3 separate regions of the Oryctolagus cuniculus genome follow, and all the other regions are linked to region 2. Evidence: chromatin contacts called from public Micro-C data. All regions are on one chromosome and are shown on one strand. The core of a region is the stretch at or near the end of the contact, and the rest is flanking DNA. Distances in the headings are between cores, read along the strand shown. Region 1 has its middle 13 kb from the start of WDR75. Region 2 overlaps COL5A2 (collagen type V alpha 2 chain). Region 3 overlaps LOC138848959 (a long non-coding RNA gene).

Region 1 (2,965 bases), core at 196-2,695, 360 kb after region 2:
AGCTCAGCTTCCTAATCTAGAAGCTAAATAAATACAGACCTGAATAATCAGTGACTTTATATTTAAAGTAAAATTCAGGGAGACATTTTATTTTCATGGAACTCCTGAAATTTTTAGTCAGTTGATGTACTATATGCATAAAATTGGAATATAACTCATTAACATTATCAATCTGTGAGGTGGACTGTTGATCTAGCAGTTAAGATGTCAGTAGGTACACTCACATTCCATACTGGAATGCCTGAGTTCAAGTCCTGGCCCCTGATTCCAGCTTCTTGCTAACTCAGACCTAGGAGTCAGTAATGAGAGCACGAGTGATTCTGTCCCTGCCACCCTGTGGGGTGACCTGGATTGAGTTTCTGGCTCCTGGATTCACTGAGGATATCTGAGGAGTGAATCAGCAGAACAGTACTTCCTCTCTTTCCATCTCTTTCCGTGTCTTTCTCAAATTAAAAAAAAAAAAAGTTTTAAAGATTATCTATTTAAATTTTTACTATACAGGGGCCAGCGCTGTGGCATAGAAGGTTAAGCCTCTGCCTTCAGTACTGGCATTCCATATGGGAGATGGTTCAAGTCCCAACTGCTCGACCTCTAATCTAGATCCTTACTAATGCACCTAGGAAAGCAGCAGAAGACGGCCTAAGTGCTTGGGACTCTGTACCCTCATGGGAAACTTGGAAGAAGCTCCTGGTTCCTGGCTTCAGCTTGGCCCAGCTCCAGCCATTGTGGCCATTTAGAGAGTGAAGCAGCAGATGGAAGATTCTCTCTTTCTCTTTCTCTTTCTCTCTGCCTTTCAAATAAATAAATCTTTAAATTTTTAGTATACCAAATGGTAATATATTTCTATCTTGATACAAATTTAAGTCTGAAGACTGTATTTTTGTTAAATAAAATTTTGCATTCATATTTTCAAATCTTTAACCATGACTAAATCTATTTTCATCCTTCTTTCCATTCACATCACCTTATTACTCCCTCCATGTGTCTGTGGGTAAACCATATCCAAGTTCTTTATGTTCCATAAATTCATCATTCCACTGTACATTCTACTCTGCAACATAGAAAATACTTCCACTTCCCTGCCTGCAGCAATTATCCTCTATCTTTCAATATTTAATTCCAATATTTTTATCTGTAAATTCTTCTTCCATCCTTAGAATCATAGACTGCCTCTTCTTTGCTGTCAAAACTTTTCTCTTTGCCAATATAACAATAAATTATGGTTTGATGGCTATGTATTCCATGACTAAGTTTCTGAATGTTCCTTAAGACTAGGGTCTATCTGTTTTAATTAGCCTTTTTATCCTAGCATAGTCAACAAATAATTTCAAAAACAGAATGGAGCAGCTGACATTGTAGCACAGTGGAATAAATTGCCATTTGTGACACCAGTATCCCATATGTAAGTGCCAGTTCAAGTCCCAGCTGCACTGCTTCAGATCCAGCTTCATGCTAACACAACTGAGTAGGTAACAGAAGATAGCCCTAGTGGTTGGGCCTCTGCCACACATGTGGGAGACCAGGACGGAGTTCCTGACTTCTGGAGTCAGCCTGGCCTAGACCTAGCTGTTGCAGCAATTTAGGGAGTAGATCAGCTGATAAAAGATCTGTCTTTCTCCATATATTCCCTTTTCTCTGTCACTCTCTTTTCAAATAAAGGTGGAAGAAAAGTAAAGAAGAAAGAAAAAGAAGTAGTTAATTAGTTCTAATAATTCTATCTCAAATTATTTGAAGCACAAATCATAGCATGGTTAGAAATCTATGATCTGTTGCCAATAAAATTCACATACTGGAAGCCTTTCAAAATATTTGACATATTAATATAGTATTTTAAAATCTGAACTATTATCGGTGAGAAATTATATAAAAACATCTGGCTATTACTGGTAAACTTTGGGAAAACAGAAGTTTAGAATTATTACTTGAATGACAATATAAGTAAGAATTAGATTGGTAATATTAGGGTGGACATCTTCCTAATTGAAGAATAAACAAAGCTTAGAGTTTATATGGAAGAAAAGAAAATTCTATTAAGGAAGGGAGTTTCAAGCAGAATCTAACATTTATGTGGTGCAACTGTTTCCCAGGAGTAAATTGCTACACACTAATGGGGTCAAAGATTCTAGATAGTTCTCCTGAGACCCTTTTCTATTCAAAGGAGCTTTTAAAATCAAGTAGGAGTGGAAGAATAGACTGGGGAACTATTCCTTCGTGCACCAAATGTACTCTCAGAGTACTAACATCTGTTTCAGTTTACATACTTTAAGTATGACTTTACACATGGAAATTAAACTTAGGCATCATGCCTAAGAAGGCTGTCTGAAAAAGAACTGCGTGTCCTATTAACAGCTGGAATTTGTAGAGGTTCACATTCAGCACAGCATAATATCCTGTGAGCCATGAATGACCCCATTCTCAAAACCTAAATGTTACAGAATAAAGTTCATGAAACTTTTATAGTAGACAGAGAAAAAACAATGAAGCAGAGGAATCTGATTACAAAAACAACTTGAAGTTTCAGAATTTAAGATTCAAGAGATATTTTTGCACATAAGGATGATTAACGTTCCCAAAATCTTTTTGCATTTCTTCATGTTGATAAATACTCATTCTATAACATTCTACTAAGCTTCTTCATTAATTAAACATCTACAGAATTTTTCAATTTTCTAACAGGATCACTGTAATTTCTAGTACAGTGAAGTATAAAAAAAAAAAAAACTTGCAAAAATAATGATGTAACTTTGCTGCCACCATGTGGTATATCTGTATTTCTGTAGTTGCGGTTTTTTTAAAAAAAATTTATTTAAGGTATGCAAATTTCATGTATTTCATGTATAAATTTAGGAACGTAGTGATACTTCCCACCATACCCTCCATCCCACATGTGCTCCCAACCTTCCTCCTCCTTCCCTCTCCTATTCCTTCTCTTAATTTTTACAATGATCTATTTTTAGTTTCTTTT
Region 2 (3,166 bases), core at 492-2,991:
ATTTGAGGAAAGCCTGAATGATGCCTTTAAAACAGTCGTGCTAGAGATTCCAGATTCTATTTCTGACTATTTAGATGGTACTCTTTATTCTTTGCTCCGGCAAGTCAATGTTAACTTGGATTTATGTAAGCTGATAAAAATTTCATAAGCCTTTTCATGAATCTCTGAATGTGTCAGAATTGCAAACTATTTCACCTACTCTCTTTTTCACTTAAGAGACCTAAGTAATCAAATTGACCAGAATGATTCATATTCATTCCGGTGCTAATGCTAATTTCGAGATTTTAGTGGGAAATAAGAGTGTATTGTTTAAAAAACAGTCTGGTAATTTCTTCTGCAATCAGCTGAGAAACAGAAGTATGAATTCTTGTAAAACAAAACTCACATTGAGGCTCCATCTGTCTGCTATGCTATGCCATCTAGTCGCAAAACCCCTATGTCTGCCAGGAAGAATTCAAAGTTGCAAATGTAGAAAAACATTTCGTCGTATTTTACTTCAGGCAGAAAATAAAAATCTAAGGAATAATTAGATGGATTTTATTAGTGCTAACTCAGTGGCCCTTTCCTAGATATCATAGAGATCTATAAGAATCATAGATATCATCATGGATGAGTCATCCTCTCTTGGTGTGCAGCACAGGCTTTGTCAGTAGTGAGAGCCCAGAGAAGAGCAAAGAATAAGGAATACATCTCTTTTCTCAGTTCACAAAGGGAAGGGTCACTGGTCCTTCAGAATCGTCAGAAATTACATGAAGTCCAGAATTAATATTGAAACCTACAAATAACTTGAAGCAGCACTTTAAAAATGCTATAATTTACTGTGGAGTAATTAGTTTTATTGTTGTTTATGGCAGCAATGTGTTAATTTAAGTGTTCTTATAGTCAAGAGTATCTGAAGTGACACAGTTTTAAATCATAGCAATAAGACAATAATGTACATCTGGTATATGGCATTGGACAATGTACACAACTCACCCTGCTCATGCCATCGGGTCCTGGGTGGGACGGGTGTCCGGGAGGCCCCGGAGCACCAGGCTGACCAGGAACACCAGGTTCTCCATCAATTCCTTGAGGCCCACGAGGACCCTGGGAAAACATGCCATAGATATTAGAACCCACTTCTAAATATGTACTTAGCAAAAAGCTAAAAGCACAGATTTCTTGATGGACATGGAGTGTCCATTCGTCTAAAGATAAGTGGCAATTTTATCACCTACTGTAACCTACTCAATTTCAGCACCGATGAAAATAACTACATCTTGGGATAAAGTCTCGGTGAGAAATTTTACTTGATATGTTAAATCTCTAGGAGTCAACTGTCTTGAAATAATCATACAATGACTTTCAGTTCACCAGGTTCTAAAATGAGCCTCCTAAGTTGAGCCTGGTTGTTCAAAATTATCTTTTGAACAACACAATTAAATTCATATCTCTGGATTATAACTCAACTAGTTATGTGCCTACTTCACCACCATCTCTGCCAAAAAACAAAAATGTGAAAATGTGAGGGCCCCTTAATTGTAATTTGTTGGTGATTTTCAACTATAAATGTTTAATGTTTTGTTTAGCTCCTGGTGCACAGAAGGCACTCAATATATAAATATGCCATTTTCACATTTCAGTCCTCTTGAGTACTGTAACTACAGCACTGTTTATTTTCCTTCCCACCACCAGAGGAAGACTAAACCAAGGAGAAATCTGAGGCAAAGGCACTGTTACCCAGCCAAGTCTAGTTCTCAGAGACATGAGCAATGACTTCCAGCAGCCAAGTCCCACCCTTCTCGTAACGCCCATTTGAAGACTGCTTGGGGAACTGCCACGTCCTCAGTTCTGGAAATGCTCAGTGCCTACCCTCATCGTCCCCAGCAGTCTTTGTTAAATATTTTCTGGCTTGTTAACCAAGAAGAGCCAGAAAGTTATTCTCATCTTTTAAAAATCAAACCTCCTATAACTCCTAAATCACTGACAGTTCACTTTACTCTTTTCATTAAACATAATAGAGGGTGATTTAAATTGCTGTCTAGGAGTGCTGGATCATATGAATGTAGATATTAATGGATCGTCTGACTTATTCATAGAACCTTGTATGGAAAATCCTCATAGTATTTTTGCAATCTTCAAATGTTAATTGATAATCAAGTATTATTATATACAAAAAGTGAGTTAAAAGATAATCTCTGCTCCCACTGAGGTTTCCAAAGATAAAACACACTATACTCAATGTCAGTGAAAGCAAAGAGAAGTTTCGGTATGTTAAACCTCAACACAGGCTGTGTCCCTCTCTAGCCTTCTGTGATGAACGATCATATTTCAAATCTGATCAAGAGAAAAATCTACTTTCTCAGACTTCACAATCCAGTCTGTGTTTTGATGGAATTCTTTTTTTTTTTTTTTTTTCTTCAGGAGCCAGGTGTTTCTCCTGGTCTCCCATGTGGGTGCAGGGCCCAAGTACTTGGGCCATCCTCCACTGCACTCCCAGGCCATAGCAGAGAGCTGGCCTGGAAGAGGGGCAACCGGGACATAATCCGGCGCCCCGACCGGGACTAGAACCCGGAGTGCCGGCGCCACAAGGCGGAGGATTAGCCTAGTGAGCCACGGCACCAGCCGATGGAATTCTTTTTAAATAACCTACATTATATAATCTTATATAATTGAAATTAAAGTTAATATAAATATATGACAACTATCCAAATTTCAATAAGTATAAACAAAATTGCCCATCAGAAAAAAAAATTAGAGTATACAAAAATATTTATTGGAAAATATTTAAAACAAATCACAATTTTAGAATCCATTTAAATGTTTTTATATTTCCAACTAAAATGAATCATATAATGTTTATTTTTAGATAAATATTATCATCATCACCTCCCATCCCCCAGAATATTCATTAATCTCAGACAGCAATCTACAATAAAAAAATGCTTGTAGATTGCCACTAGGTGGCGACGTGTAGACGTCCACAAGTAGAAAAGACTGACAGAATAGTCTAGAATTTTACTTACTGCTGGTTAATAGCCTCTCTCTCTATCTTCCCTTTTATGCCTCCCCCCATTCTCACATGTACATGATAAAATATTAGAACTGATAATTGGTTTATTTTCATGTTTTATAAATAAGGAAACTGATTCCTATAGAGGGTAGGTGTCTTGTAGAACTGGGGCTC
Region 3 (3,046 bases), core at 290-2,789, 270 kb after region 2:
GAACAGAGAAAAGTGAAGGGGTTGGAGTTGTGAAGAGCAGGTTAAGCTGCTGCCTGCAATGCCAGCATCTCATATGAGTGCCAGTTTGAGACCCAGCTTGTCTACTCCCAACCCAGCAGTTTCCTGCTAATGTGCCTGGGAGAACAGTGAAAGATGGCCCTAGTGCCTGGGCCCCTGCCACCCATGTGGGAGACTGGGAAAGCTCCTGGCTCTTGGCTTCAGCCTGGCATAGCCTCAGCCATTGCAGTGAGACAGCAAATAGAAAATAACTTTTTCTCTCCCTCTCCCTCTCCTTCTCCCTCTCCCACTCCTTTCCTCTCTCCCCTTCTATAACTCTACCTTTCAAATAAATGAATATTTTATAAAAAGTGAACATTATGAGAAAGATCTTAATTTAAAAATGAAAATAGCACTAATGTTAATAATAAATATTCTATATAATTAAATTGGGTTCCAAGCATAAGAACTTGGTCCTTATGCTGGTGCCACAGGCCATCATGAGACTATCCCACAAGAACCTACTGCCTAAAATCTAGGATTCCTGAGCTCATACACCCAAGAGCAAACACAAGTCAAGAAGTTCCACAAAGCTAAGATAGACCAACAGTGACATCTGCTGCCATGGACTCATTTGTCCAAGGGCCAGTCTCAACAGTTGCAAGCGGCAGTGTTTGCCAAACCACTGGACTTTCTGCTGTGATGAGTCAGCACTCCTGGAACTCCTGTTTGTCATCTGTGCTATTAGAAGATTTTCCAAGGCGAACACAGAACATGGGAAAATGAGGGAATGTTTGAAAATGTAACTAAAACAAACAAAAAACAGTGGGGGTGGAGGCATAAGTGATGTGAAAAAGAGACTTCACATTGTCTTCTCTCATCCTGTTTTGCCTTTGGCTAAGTAAAACCAAATTAATTTTGTAGTTGTTAGCAAGCAAGAGCATGTTTTCAGTGAAAAGGAGTATTAATTTAACTGTTGCCAGCTTCAGTGGATTCCAACTCAAAATTTACAGCATACTATCCAGACCAGAAAAAAAAAAAGTCCAACAATCAAAGGAGGGTATGTGGAAAATTTTTAGAGTAATCTTTGCTAAGGAAACCACTTCCTCGTTATCTAATTATTTACCTTGATTATACCTCCTTCAACATCTGCTGACCTTCTGGCTTTTTATTTATTTTTTCTCTGAAAGCCAAGAGAACATAAGGTTTGAATCAAACACCATGCTTTTTTTAAAAAAACACATATAATCAGAGTATAAAGTGGTCAGTGTGGCTCATTTATGTAAACCAACAGATATTAGTTTAAGAAATCATGGATTAATTTATTTGTTCAAAAAAGCATGGAAAATGATAATGAATCTCTACCCCAGTGATTAAGAGAAAATATGAACAAGAAAGAATTTGTTGTTAGAGGAGAACTGAAGTAAGAATTGTGGCTTCAACTGCTGGGTTCTGATCATGTCAAAATGTGTTGCCTTAGAAAAATTACATAACTTATCTGGGAAGCATTGCTCTCTTCCATAAAGTGAAATAACTGTACTACATAAAGAATAGAAAATGGTTGAAGCTCATTTCCCCTCCTGAGTTAACTGGCAATGATTCTTTATGAATTAATTCCAAACCTAGAACTAGACTCAATGGACAAATTAGCACTGCTGTGGACAATATGATGGAGAGACAGCATATATGCTATGTAAATATCAATGTCAAACAAGACTATTTTTCACTTTTTTTTTTTTGGAGCTTTAGATTCTGTTCTCAGTAATCATTTTATTGCCTGCTATGTTTTAGTTGTGCAAGATGCTCAACAAACATTATTTCCAATCTTTATATTATTTGAAAGACAATGAAACCAAACCTCAGATAAATTAGTTTCCCCAAATTAACACTACATAGCTGGACTCAATTAACTAACATAAAAGCTCACTATTATTGATGATAAACATATTAATTTCTCATATTTTGGGGCACATCCTCTAACCCTCTTAAAACACAAAAGCTATAGCATTCCTGTGTCTTGTGTGGTGATAACTTAAAATATTCATATACCTACAGAAAGAAAAGATCAAGACTTTGACATGAAATTTGGCTATGGCACAGACATGAAGGGACAGAGCAGGAGACCCAAGAAGAAAATTCCAATATTATGCTTCTTTTCAGAAAACAATATAGAAAAGGATTGTAAGTTTAAAATTAAGTGTTGAAAGAACAGTGACTAAAAGTAATGTTCAAACTAAAGTGCATGGCTCCTTGGAATTTACCCAAAGGAGTTTAAATTGATAAAGAAAAAAGCGGTCTGCACCCTAATGTTTATTGCAGCACAATTCACAATAGCCAAGACCTGGAACCAACCTAAATGCCCATCAATGGTAGACTGGATAAAGAAATTATGGGATATGTATTCTTTAGAATACTATACCGCAGTAAGAAACAACGAAATCCAGTCATTTGCAACAAAATGGAGGAATCTGGAACACATCATGCTGAGTGAAGTAAGCCAGTCCCAAAGGGACAAATACCATATGTTCTCCCTGATTGGTGACAACTGACTCAACACCAAAAAGGAAACCTCCTGAAGTGAAATGGACACTATGAGAAATGGTGACTTGATCAGCATAGCCCTGACTGCTAATGGACAACTTAATACATTATCCCTCATAGTATTTTTTTTTTGTCTGTTCTACTTAATATGACTGGTTTAATTCTGTAATTATCACACAGTTATTCTTAAGTGTTGAAAATTAACTGAAATGTGATCCCTGTTAAACATAAAAGTGGGAATAAGAGAGGGAAGAGATGTATAATTTGGGGCATGCTCGGGCTGACTTGCCCCAATTGGTAGAGTTGGAAACATACTAGGGGATTCCAATTCAATCCCATCAAGGTGGCATGTGCCAATGCCATCTCACTAGTCCAAGTGATCAATTTCAGTTCACAATTGATCATAATGAAAGGACTAAGAGTCAAAGGGAGCACATAAACAAGTCTAGTATCTGCTAACACTAACCAATAGAATAAATAAAGGGGAGAGTGATCCAACATGGGAAGT

What was found. Hi-C and Micro-C count contacts between places; a contact is called where the count stands out from the background.
Region 1: a Micro-C map of ear pinna shows a contact between it and region 2, with 17 times the contacts expected there. The contact joins two enhancer-like sites. A contact is called at or near these places in 4 of 6 Hi-C or Micro-C datasets (ear pinna, embryonic fibroblasts, psoas muscle and 1 more).
Region 3: a contact with region 2 is called in a Micro-C map of ear pinna, with 12 times the contacts expected there. The contact joins two enhancer-like sites. A contact is called at or near these places in 2 of 6 Hi-C or Micro-C datasets (ear pinna and psoas muscle).

What each region holds. Positions count from the first base shown.
Region 1 is chr3:50,941,996-50,944,960 of mOryCun1.1, reverse strand. No RefSeq gene overlaps it. Among named protein-coding and RNA genes, the nearest start is that of WDR75, 13 kb to the right of the region's middle. Within about 2 kb of position 1,445, at least 4 of the 8 cell types and tissues checked have an H3K27ac peak or open chromatin away from gene starts, as enhancers often do. A contact at or near this core is called in ear pinna, where this site is marked.
Region 2 is chr3:51,301,791-51,304,956 of mOryCun1.1, reverse strand. COL5A2 (collagen type V alpha 2 chain) reads right to left here. Exons shown (of 53, transcript XM_070070485.1): 6 at 976-1,086. Among named protein-coding and RNA genes, the nearest start is that of COL5A2, 86 kb to the right of the region's middle. Within about 2 kb of position 1,741, at least 3 of the 8 cell types and tissues checked have an H3K27ac peak or open chromatin away from gene starts, as enhancers often do. A contact at or near this core is called in ear pinna, where this site is marked.
Region 3 is chr3:51,029,159-51,032,204 of mOryCun1.1, reverse strand. All of the region lies in intron 2 of LOC138848959 (a long non-coding RNA gene), which reads right to left. Among named protein-coding and RNA genes, the nearest start is that of WDR75, 100 kb to the right of the region's middle. Within about 2 kb of position 1,539, at least 1 of the 8 cell types and tissues checked has an H3K27ac peak or open chromatin away from gene starts, as enhancers often do. A contact at or near this core is called in ear pinna, where this site is marked.